Regions from separate parts of the Mus musculus genome. Here region 2 is linked to region 1. Evidence: chromatin contacts called from public Hi-C data. All regions are on one chromosome and are shown on one strand. Each heading gives the region's core, a stretch centred on a gene start, on an enhancer-like site or on the middle of the called end of the contact. The rest is flanking DNA. Distances are from core to core; before and after follow the strand shown.

Evidence for each region. Hi-C and Micro-C count contacts between places; a contact is called where the count stands out from the background.
Region 2: a contact with region 1 is called in a Hi-C map of stem cell-derived cardiac mesoderm, with 3 times the contacts expected there. The contact joins two enhancer-like sites. A contact is called at or near these places in 4 of 484 Hi-C or Micro-C datasets (cortical neurons, nephron progenitors and stem cell-derived cardiac mesoderm), 1 of 115 datasets of contacts at active chromatin or transcription factors (embryonic stem cells) and 1 of 9 other capture datasets (embryonic stem cells).

The regions. Positions count from the first base shown.
Region 1 is chr4:45,425,646-45,431,377 of GRCm38.p6, reverse strand. The region is part of intron 5 of Shb (src homology 2 domain-containing transforming protein B); the gene reads left to right. Among named protein-coding and RNA genes, the nearest start is that of Gm46852, 19 kb to the right of the region's middle. Within about 2 kb of position 4,472, at least 22 of the 459 cell types and tissues checked have an H3K27ac peak or open chromatin away from gene starts, as enhancers often do. A contact at or near this core is called in stem cell-derived cardiac mesoderm, where this site is marked.
Region 2 is chr4:45,650,715-45,657,176 of GRCm38.p6, reverse strand. No RefSeq gene overlaps it. Among named protein-coding and RNA genes, the nearest start is that of Gm12408, 14 kb to the right of the region's middle. Within about 2 kb of position 2,571, at least 58 of the 459 cell types and tissues checked have an H3K27ac peak or open chromatin away from gene starts, as enhancers often do. A contact at or near this core is called in stem cell-derived cardiac mesoderm, where this site is marked.

The DNA.
Region 1 (5,732 bases), core at 3,223-5,722:
GTTGTTTTGTCTGTTGCCGTCCACTTAGAATCGTCCTTGGCTCCTCAGTAGATGCTAAGCCCTGGACTCTCCAGACATTGCCAGATCCTTCTCAGGGAAGGTAGGGTGACGGGCCCAGTCGAGAACCTCGATCTCCTAAGGACATCGTAGGCTGGGAGAGACCTGTCCTTTTGTACTGGATGGATTCTGTCTGTTCTGTTTGGCCCAGGCTTAGGTTGCATCTGTTTCCCCAAGCCCAGAGAGGCACAGAGATGGTACTCGACCGAGGTGTCCCCATTCTTCTCTGCCCATCCCATGCAGTGGCGTCTCTCTCTAGCCTGAGAACATCTGTGTGAAGTAGAAACTTCAGGGTTCTTTGAAAAATAGGTTAGATGGTGTTTTGCTGGGACAAGCACGTGAAGGGACATTTCATTAAAGTAGACAAAGGTGTGAAAGGCTAAGGCAGACTTGAAGGTTTCGCTGAAGCAGACACAGGAGAGAGGACGTTCTGCTAAAGAAAGCACGTGAAAGGGCACAAGATAAAAGATTCTTTGCTAACGAAACACATGTATTGGGCCACCTCACATTGCATAGTTGAGCTGCATTTGCCGGAACAACATAGAAACGCACCCAAAAACGTCTGGTAGTGTGCTGCAGTTTGTGCTGCAGTTTGTTGGAGCTTCCAAGGGCTCGGGCTGATAGGATGCACATGCTGAGGCAAGGCACATGGAGGACACGTGATGTGTGGAGGGTAGAAGTAGGACTTCGTGGAGTGACAAAGACAGAGCTTGGCTTGCCGGTACAGCTAGCTGTGCAACATTTTTGGATCTTGAGTCTTCGCTGATCTTTGCTTCCCTGAGAGAGGCACAGCTGAGAACTTCTCCTGGTGTTCCTGTTGGTCCCTCCTGCTGCTCGAGCTGAGGCTGAGGCCTGGCTGTCTCTGTTAGGTCGTGTCACCGCTGTGGCTAACCCAGCTCTACTGAACTGGACTGCTGGTGTATCTATGAAGTGTTTGCGAGAGGATGAGCTAACCTGTGTACTGCTGATTTCCAGATAACATAGACAGGAATTGCTCCAAAGAAAAACTACACAGTAATCCTACACAGGTCTACTCCCCCCACCCTTTCTTTCCCACTACCTCTGGTAGATAGTGGGCTACAAGGAGGGTAAAGTGTTTAAGAACCATCATTAAAAATAAGATTTGAAAAAAATTGAAGTTATGCCAGTGGAAGGATCTGCACCTTTTGCAGAGGGGACCTTGAAGGCCAGGGGCAGAGGGAGGCTGTCTTGTGGTATCAGCAGGATCAGAGACTGAACCAACGTCTGTGACTTGGGTCAGCACTTGGACAGTCATAGCCACTGCCGCCACCACCACTACCGGTTCTCCTGCGGGTTTCATATTCACCCTTGAATCAGGATGCATGGAAACATTGAGCGGAGGGGGAGACACCACGAAGACGTATTATTACTATGTGCATGTCTCAGCCGGTGAGAGGCTTGCTCCTGCCCGAGTCTTATCATTAATAGCTTCTAGGATAACACTTCATATAAGCTCTGTCCCTAAGAAAACCACCCTTCGTGGTCTCATCTTGGTCTGTGAGACCTAGCCTTTTACTCTGTGTCCTCTGGCCTATCTGTCTCCGTGAAGATGGCACTGTGTTGATGCATCGTGAGTCACAGAAGGCCTTCGCCCTGGGCTGTCACTCAGAGCCTAAGGAACACTAGGCGCTCCATAAGCCTGGTCCCTGCTGGTGTCTGCTGAAAGTGTAATTATTTGGCTACGAATCAAGCTGTTTGGCTCAGCAGGGCTTACATTTAGACATTGTTAACCACATGGGCAGGCTTTAGCTTATCCTTGGAGGTGCAGGTGTTCACCCTGTGGCTCCGTCAACCTGTTCTGTCCACCCACCTCTTTGGACTCTTAGGACATCTCTGCTAGAAGGGGCCCTTAGGGTCCCTGGCTACGTATTTGGAGAGCACAGTCTACAGTGAAGAATGCTGTTCAGTTCATGGCACTTGGGAAGCTCAGGGTCCTTGCCCTGTGACCCAGCAAATTGCTTCTCCCTCACTTCGACACTCGCTTTTCCCATCCGTGCAGCGAGCATCTGTGTGTACTGCCAGTCCCCTGTGTGTGTCATGAATCAAGAGAACAGTCACGATCTTCCCAGGCATCTCAAGTGATCAGGCTGTCCCTCCTCCTCTTCCCAAACCCTGAGGCCTCATCTACTGAGTGCTGTCGGATTATCTTGTCACAGAGGCCACGTTAGTCTAAGGTGTCACAGGAGAGATGACACCCTCCTTCAGTGTCACTTGGGCAGGTAGCTTGAACTGACTAGGGAGGTTGCTATGAGGGTATATAGAGCCCTACTGGTGATACTGCTGGAGCACCTGGTCCCCAGGTGTGAGGAAGGTTCCCCTAAAAGGATGCAGTCCTAGTGGGATGCTCCTAAAAGTCAGAGTAGGTGGGAATATTTGGGTTTGCCCCCATAGGATCCAAGCACTTTGAGAGGCAGGGAGGATCATGAGTTCAAAGCCAGCCTGGGCCACATAGCAAGCCCTTGCTGGAGAGCTGAGAGGGGGGCAGAGATCTGAGTCATAGACTGCTTTCAGAGGCAGGATGGCTCCCCATCCAGTTAGCACAAATGTCCCTGTCTGTCCTGCATGCTGACCATAGAGCCTGTCCTCTCAGCCTTGAAACTGTTCTTGCTCTGTTGTGCGCCCTCCACCTCCCTTGGTTGTTGAGTTCATTTAAAATGCATAGCCTTATTCTTTTTGTTCCTTCACTAATCTGCCCCTGAATCTGGGTTCCGTGGTCAAAATCACGTTTTAAAATGGCCTAACAAGAAGAAATGCAGCCCCCGGGACCCCAGCATAAGAGCACCCTGACTGAGGCTTAGCCTTTTAGGAAGACCAGGGCATACACTGCTCTTATATTTGTGGTTCATGCATGTGAGCCCATGCAAAGAGCAGTGGCTAGCCCAGGGATCCCACACATGAATTCTGAACTCCAAGGAAGGAGGAGAAAAGCTCCTGGTTGGAAAGACATGGGTCTTTATACCCAGCCTGCAGGATTGTTCCTCTCAGAGGTCCCTCCTCCCCACAAGAGCTGGTCTGGGCTCACTCTCCAGCCTCCCTACCCTTGAGAGCTTACAGCCGGGGAGGAGTCAGAGGACCTCAATTCCCTGCTCTAGGCAGCCAGTGGGAAAGGATGGCAAACCCGGAGTACCCTGGACACAGGCTAGGCAGGTGCTAGGAGCCCAGAGCACGGAGGCATCGCGGTGAGCAGATAGGGTCACCAGCCTTGGGCTCACAGAGCAGGGGAGTTCCCTCTCTTGGCTCAAGGCAATTTCTAAGACCTGCCTAAATCCATTCAGTTGGGTGACTGGTCAGAGAAGATGAGGTCGCAGTGGTAGCTGCAGGCCTGCATGAAGGCTGAGGAGGGACTCAGGCTGCTGAGTCCAAGAGACATAGGTGTGCAGACTCCTAACACCAACACTTGAGAGGTGGGAGGAGGTTCAGGAGCCCAAGGTCATCCTTAGCTACACGGCAGATATGAGGGCCAGCCTAGGCTATGTCCCTGGAGGGAGAGAGAAAGGTCCAAATCCTGGCCCCATCTTTCCCCATGAAATAAGGTGCATGGTTTTCTGAGCCTCAGTTTCCCTATCTGCAAACGATACTAGATACTAGTCATGTCCGCTTAGCTCTGCCTGGTGGGATTTAAATGCTAGTGTTCTGAATTTGAATTGCCGCTGGGGACCATGGGTGATCTGGAGCCGAAGGATGTGAAACATTTGACTCAAGAAAGCATCTCCCTTTCCAGTCAAGGCAAAGCAGAAACTCCCCATGTGCGGGCTCCTGTGACGTTCTCTCTATGCTAGTCCCGTAGGGCTATTTCCTCTTCCCACATAAATATTATATGCTAGTGTTTTTAAGTCATTTCATCATGAAAAGAAACGATTTAACATAACTATTACCCGGGATTCTTCATGAAATATGCATCAAGCAATTAGGTCTAAAAGCGAGAGGTGAAGCCTCGCACCCCAGCTCAGCGGCGGGCGGGCAGCTGTGGGCTGAGTGATGTTTTATTAAAGCTCATGATTAGGAGGTGAGGTGGGGCCTGTTATTAGGCCAGCACACACCAGGCATGCTTGCTGATGGGGGCCCGTGACAAGGAGGTGCTTTTTGTGATGGTAATGAGCGATCTAAGTGCCCTGACAGCCCCAGCACCCTGCCTCCCCGGGCCTTACAAGACTCATTAGACAGGTCACCCACCAGAGACACCCCAATTGTGACTTTGCTCTCACAAGATGTCCTATCAAAGGAGATGGAGCCAACAAGGAACCAGTTGGCAGGAGCCTGTCAGAGCTCGCTAGGAAGGGTGCTGTCCCAGAGCCACCATGTCATCCTTGCTCCCTCACCATGCCTTGAGGAACCTAGGAGCAGGCTCTGCCTGGAGCCCACCCACCTGGCCCTGCACACAGGCACAGAGCTCTGGGAGCATCTGCAGCGCCCCTGCTGGCTGCCTCTCTGACCTATTTCCTCTAGTGTATCAAAGCAGGTGAAGGTATAGCAGCCACAGGCTATTTCTCACTGCAAAACCATCTTGTTATGAGCAGCCACGGCCACCCTGTGCATACCCTTGCCTGATGTGTCTATCTGTTGCCCATGGAGATTTGAATACCCTCCCTTGTATTCTAGTTTGATTTCCGTTGCTGCGATAATACCCTGCCTAGGCTGGGTATTTTTGCACACACCCTTGATCCCACCACTAGGAAGACAAAGGCAAGCAGATCTCTGTGAGTTCAAGGCCACCCTGACTGAACCTCTTGGGGTGGATTACCACCCTGTCTTCATGGCTGGGAGGTTTCAGTGGTTGGAACCGGCCATTCTCAGTGCCTGGGACAGTTTTGTGTTTGGCCTTCCAGCCTGCCTCTCTGCTCTCTGACCAGAATTGGTCAGGGGTGTGGAGGCTCTGCACAGAGGACATCTGCTTAGTCCCTCCTGCTGCCCCTGCTGCCCTGCCTGGCTTCATGTGGAGCACTGCTGCTCTGGAGAGTATCCTGGGAGAGCACTAGGCCTGTCACCTGGGGCTGTAAGAGCCATTCCTACCCTTGATGCCTACTGGGTAGCACAGAAATCTAGTGTGGAAATCTCATGTTAACCCTTAACCTTGTGAGTTCCTTGCCCAGACCCCCTTGAGATGTAATGGGAGCCATTATGTCAGCCTCCTAAGAGTTATAGTGGCCTCTCTGTCTTACAAATCCTCTGCTCCCTCCGACATGACTGTGGACCCCTCACAGAGCTAAGTTACTTGGTGTCCATCAACTTCGCTGCAAGGTCTGCACTGCAGTGAAGGGAGGAGGGTACATCATGGTCACACCTGGTATCCATAGCCATATGACTGCTCAACATCCCAGACAGGCCAGGCAAGCTTCCTGGACACCTTCTGGATGTCCCATCACTGCAGCTCCAGGCCCTTTTCCAGCTGACTGGTATCTGTGGGCCCTACATCATGCTGAGGTGAGTCCTCGGCCTCACTCGGGTTTGTTTTCTGTGTGGCATGCTGGCCCTTGCACATGCCAGAGTAAGCGCTTCTCCCCCATCACAGAGCTGATCTGGGATGCAGTGACCCTTGGCTGCAGAGCCGAGCTTGCCATGGGCTCTGTAATTCGAACAGCACAGCCTTAAAACTCTTGATTTAAATTTTAGTTCTTCACAAGAATTATTCTCTCTTGAAATGTAATTGCTGATAT
Region 2 (6,462 bases), core at 1,322-3,821, 230 kb before region 1:
CAGCTTTTGTTAAAAGGCCCACTAAGCCCTAAATGCTTTCAATGAGCATACAAGTCAATTGTTGTGTGACTTCTCTGAGGTGTAAAGAAACATCAGTTCATGCAGACAAAACTACCCCATACTGGAGAAATGAGCCCATCCAAGTCCAGCACGGTGAATTAATGAGTCTATTGAAGCTGGTTATAGGAACACAGGTATGTACAGGAACACAGGTATGTATGGGGTTGCTTGCAGAAGCAAAGATCCTGGAAACTGCATCACCAAAGGGTTCCCCACCACATGGGTGGGGACTCAGAAAAGCTCTATCACAGATGCCCCAACCGTCTATCTCCTGTGGATTCTAGCATCATCTGAGATCAGGTGCAGTTGGGAGGTTGGGGAGGGGTGGCTGGAATTTCAGGCGAGGGTCTGGTAACCCTGGACAGTGTTCCCATGAGAGAACACCAACAGCTCCATCACCATCACCACAGACCCAGCTATAACCTTTTACTTAGATTATTGCCATGACTGTGGGGGCCAAAGTTACCATAGAAACCTCTGCTCGGTGGTGGTTGCTGGCCCTGCTAGATCTAGAAGAAGTAGCTTGGTTCCAGTATGGAGGCTGAAAGGTGAAGAGACTCTGGGCAGCTCAAGCCTGAAAATAGTGGCTCTAGCAGGCCTTGCCCTCTTCCCAGATTCCCTCTGCCTTGGGAAAAACCATTAGATTCAATTCTTAAAGCTAGCCCCCAAGGTCTAGTCCCTTCCCAGGCCACTTCCTCCTCCTGAGGCAGACTACCAAGGTCCAGTTACCAGAGTATTGGAGTCCAGCAATCAAAGGCCCCCTTTGGCTCACCTATTAAAATATACCACTGCAGCTGGGCGTGGTGGCGCACGCCTTTAATCCCAGCACTTGGGAGGCAGAGGCAGGTGGATTTCTGAGTTCGAGGCCAGCCTGGTCTACAGAGTGAGTCCCAGGACAGCCAGGGCTATACAGAGAAACCCTGTCTCGAAAAACCTATATATATATATACCACTGCATCCTAGCCCACTCTAACACAGACTTCCCCTTTTTCTCTTCTTAAAAATGATACCTTCAAGGCCGTTTGCTGCCGTTTTTCTGCTTGTGTCACTTTATCCCCCACCTCCTGTACACCTGTGTGAGAATGCCTCTGGGGGGGTCAGAAGAGGGCGTCAGATCCCCTGTAGCTGGAGTTACCCAGTGTGGGTGGCGGGAAGCCAAACGTGGGTCCTCTGCAAAAGTGCTCTTGACTGTTTAAACATTATTCCAGCTCCTATTTTTATCTTTCTGCCTTTTCACATACAAAGTGTCTGATGAAAATACTGTCACTCTCTCACCTTGTTCCTATTGTGGGGAAGTTAGAAGTATGTAGGCAGGTAGGGGAAACAGGGTGGGCTTCCTAGGTGGGAAGGGTTTCTGGAAAGAAAAGTCCATCCAAAGACAAACATCTGGGTGAGAAGCTGAGAAAAACCCAGGGGTCTTATAAAATGCCTAACCCGGAGTCCCCCAGGAAGCCCCACCTCTGCGTTTCTCCTCCAATCCTGGCTGGAGGAACCAGCCTATCGCAATAAAAGACTTTGTTTCTTTTGTTCTCTCTGCCTCCTGCTTGTGTCTCTAGAAATGGAAACACTTGCTTTAGTCTAGTGTCTTTCTTGGACAGTCAATTCTTTGCCTGTCCAGCAGAGTGACCTTGGCCTCTGAATTACACTGTGAACCCGATGGATGCTGTGGCTGGTTGTTGCAGGGAATTAAACTAACTGTCCTACACACTCTAGGTAAACACTACTGCTGAGCTACCTCCTAGCCTCTTTTAAATTTATTTATTTATTTATGGAGACAGTTGCCACACAACCCAGGCCCTGATTCTCTTGCTGCTTCTTAAAAGGTTTTCTTTGTTAATGCTTTGAGCAGTAATGTTATGATGTGCCTTGGCGTCATTTTTGGTCATATTTCTTGTTCTTGGGGCTGACTCAACATTTTAAATCTGCAGTTTTACATTCACTATATTTATATAAAGTTGCTACAAATAGAACATCTACAAACTAAACAAATGGGGTCTAGATTTCATGTGGGGGGTAGAAATTCAATAATCTCACAAATACATACTGGCCTACGGTTATCCACCCTGGAGATTAGTCTGGCAGGAGTCTCTGAGATTGCACAGCTTGAATCTTAGGGAACCAGATGAGTGACGGCTTACTTCATTAACATTGTAACCATGTGTTCTGTTTTCCCGCTCATTTCACATCTCCCAGACATCGACCTTGAGCTACAAAGTGACAATGCTCAACCAGGACTCTTGTCTTTGCAGAAGGGCCATCCACTTCCCAGACATCCATCCCAGGCAAGCTGGGAAGTGCTGTAATTAGAAACCCGGAGCCCAAAAAGCACTGCGCGAGCTGGGAAGCCAGGGGCAAGACCCAGGGGGCAGAGCTTCCGGGAGACAGTGGGGTGGGTGGGTTCTTGTCAGTTGAGTGAAGGAGGCCTGATGGATTGACTGGAGGGCTGAACCCAGACCAACTATTGTGTCAGTTCCTCTTCGGCTCTCCTTCAGATCTCCCGGAAACTTGAGTTGTGCATCAGTCACCTCCTCCGGAGCTTTCTCCCCACCCCCTTCCTTCTCTGGGTGGTTTAGCTCAGCTGGGGCTCTTAACCAATTAACACTCTTTGCATCTGAAAAGCTCAAATCAGCTCCTCCGAGGTGTGAGAGATCAGAAGTAATTAAGGTCTCTTTCTAATGTAAATCTAAACCTGAAGTGGGATGTTTGTCTCCTTGGGAAATTTGGGTCTAGGGTTGCTGGGGAGCTGGGGAGGTGAAGAAGGGTAGTGACTTCAAGAGTTCCAGAGCGGTTGGATGCTTTCCTGAAATATTAGGTTCTTTTACGTCAGAACCAACTTCACGGGGCAGTGGGAGTGAGCATCTTTCCCTACCTTCATGCACTCACGGGTCCCTTCTCCTGTCTCCCATCCTGATGCAACTGACCCCGTCTTTCCCCCATCCTCCACTCAGCCCCTTTTATTAAGTGCCTGTCACTCTTTGTAATTATTTTATTTACTGGCTTCCCACATCATTAAGTAAATACGTCCAGGTTGTTGTTCACCCTCGAACATAATATATAAAGTTGTCCAAGTGAAAAACAGCCTGACTGCAAATCAGCCCAAGCCGTTTGGAAAGTGCCCTAGAGCCCTTCACACAACAGGGCTCCTATTAAAAGCTTCTTGCCGCCGCCTGCCGCCGCCGCTGCCACCACCACCACCACCACCACCACATTCCCTTTGCTTCCCTTTCTGCCTTGTAGCCAATGACTTAGGATCTGCCATCACTGATCACTGGCTGGCTGTACCCAGAAACAATTCTTCTACGGAAGTGTTAGGTAAACAGCCAGGCTTAGAAGCCACTGAAATTAGACCCTTCCCTCATAATTAGTTTTGGACCTCACTTCCTGTTCTCCTGGTAACATTACAAAAGGAAATATCAGTGCTCCCTCTCCTTAATATTTAAAATATTATATGAAAGGGTATGGGGCATTAGGTTAATGAAAAGCTATTGCCTGGGTAAGAACACTGACTGCTCTTCCGAAGGTCCTGAGTTCAAATCCCAGCAACCACATGGTGGCTCACAACCATCCGTAGTAATGAGATCTGACGCATGTCTGAAGACAACTACAATGTATTTATGTATAATAATAAGTAAATCTTTGGGTTGGAGCAGTCAGGGACTGAGTGAGTGGCATTGACCAGAGTGAGCAGAGGTTCTAAATTCAATTCCCAACAACCACATGAAGGCTCACAACCATCGTACAGCCTCAGTGTACTCATATGCATAAAGATAAATAAATAAATAAATAAATAAATAAATAAATGCACTTGCTTACAGATCTTCACTGCTAAGTTGGCTTGCTCTTCTGAGTTCTAACTCAAAAACAGTGTAACTTAGAGTTACTGTTAGACCTCCTGTCCCCACTTCTCCCACCATGATGCCAACATCTTGAAAGGGACTGAATACTAGAAATATATGTGAGCGCCTCTCTGAATCACCACTCCATCCAAGGTCCTTCCTTATGTAACATATTGGGGCTGAAACCTGGGAGTTCCCTAGTTCCTTCATGTGGTCTCAAGGCACCAACACAGGTGCATGCTGGTGTACTTACCTGCCCTATTTCTTCATAGGCTCCTGCTACGAGGGCTAAAATTTATGTTTTAAGTTTTAATCACTGTGCTTAAGAGATCTATAAAACAAAAATGCCTCTAACCTGTAAGGCCCACTTGCCCAAGGACAGATACCTTCTTGGAAGGCTGGAGGCCATTGTTCATTAAGATAACAACCCCTGTGTTTTCACTTCTGTAAACAAGGTTGGTTGCCCCAACTGCACAGGATGTCCTTGATCCCACACAGGCGGGAGGTGTAGGCAGGAAGTACTTCAGGATGAATGCTTGCCTCGAATTGGACAAAAGTGGAAAATACATGGCCTTGTGGGTTTCGCCTTTATAACCACCTGACTAACATAATTCACAGCCATTCTCTGGGAATCCTGGGTTTGGAACTACCCTGTGTTCATTGTCCTGGCCAGTATTTAATAAAACTTGCTTCAGATTTAGCTCAAAAATTGTGGTAGTGGTCTTATTCTCACCTGGGGGGGATTAACACTGCCCCATTGATAGATTGTAAAACTAAAGACCTGGGAACCCAGGGAAGGCTAAATGACACCAGGTGATATCTTTTGGTTGTCCTAATTACAACAAGCAGGCCAGTTCACTTTACTCATTCAGATCTCTGTGCACCATGCTACACAGACTCACATGGATAACATCCTCTTGGTGTATAAGTACAGACACCGGTACCAGCCTGACCTTGGCTCTCACAATGCCCTAATGTCAGCAGGAAGTAGCCAGAACCCATAAATTTCTTGGGTCCCACCTCTCTCTCTCTCTCTCTCTCTCTCTCCCCCTCTCCCTTTCTCTCTTTCTCACTCTCCCTCTTCCTCTCTCCCTTTCTCTCTCTCTCTCTCTCTCTCTCTCACACGCACGCACACACACACACACACACACACACACACACACACACACACACATAGAGCCTAGAATGATTCTGGTAGCTGCCCCTCTTTAGGGAGCTTTAGCCTTGGCATCCTGCAGCTTGTCTCCCACCTCAGGCCTAAGCTGCTATGCTCCTAGCATGCAGCAGCCCCAAGGTAGAGCAGGACAATACAATTAGCTTCCTGCCTTCCAAGCCTCATATCCTATCTAATCTGATAAATTTAGAGAGCTCCCACCCTTCTAAGCACAGCTACCCCTCCCTTCTAAAGTCTGTATAAGTGCCAGGCAGTGGTGGCACACGCCTTTAATCCCAGCACTCAGGAGGCAGAGGCAGGCAGATTTCTGAGTTCGAGGCCAGCCTGGTCTACAGAGTGAGTTCCAGGACAGCCAGGGCTACACAGAGAAACCTTGTCTTGAAAAAACAAAAACAAAAACAAAAGCAAAACCAAAAGTCTGTACAAGTAGGGGATGTCCTCTGACCTGTGTCCTCTGTCCCATGTCCTCTGTCCCGTTGATGGGTCTCCTGATAGAGTGTCGGTCATAAAACAGGATTCCTATAAGAATACAGAAGACCTTGCTTGGTGTGGTGGTTTTGTGATAACTAACATTATGTTGAAGTTTAAATTACTGTATTAAAGAGAGCTATAAAACAAAAGATGCCCCTAACCTAGAAATTCCACTTGCCCAAGGACAGATAGCCTCCTGAAATGCTGGAGGCTGTTCATGTAAGGTAAGAGAAAAACTTCGTGAACAAGCTTGGTTGCCCCAGTTGCATAGGATTTGAGCTTGATCACACATAGGCAGGAAGTACGTCAGGATGTGTGCTTGTCTCTGATTGCATGAAGACAGGAAGTATCAAATCTTGTGCAGTTAGCCTTTATAGGTCCCTGACTAATACAGCTTGGTGCCGTATTTTGATCATGAGTCTCAAGTATGGACCTAGCCAGTACCCATGGTCCTGGCCACTATTTAATAAAGCATTTTATTTGTTAAAATTTATTAATTGTCAGGCTGATAAATCTCTGAATGACCCCATACCCATAACAGCTTGAATAAGAATGGTCCGCCAAAGTTCATGTAAGTGTGACATTGTTGGAAAAAATGTGTCACTGGGGGTAGGCTTTAAGGTTTCAAAAACCCATGCCAAGGCCAAGGCCAGGGTCTCTCTCTCTCTCTCTCTCTCTCTCTCTCTCTCTCTCTCTGTGTGTGTGTGTTCTTGCGAATTAAAGTGTAGCTCTTAGCTTCTTTTCCAGCACCACACCTGCCTGCAACCACGCTCCCTGACATAATAATGGATTACACCCCTGAAACTGTAAGCAAGTCCCCAATTATTAAATGCTTTCTTAAGAGTTGCCTTGGTCATGGTGTCTCCTCATAACAATAGAACAATGGCTAAGACACTTGACCATCCTAGAAATGGAATGTCT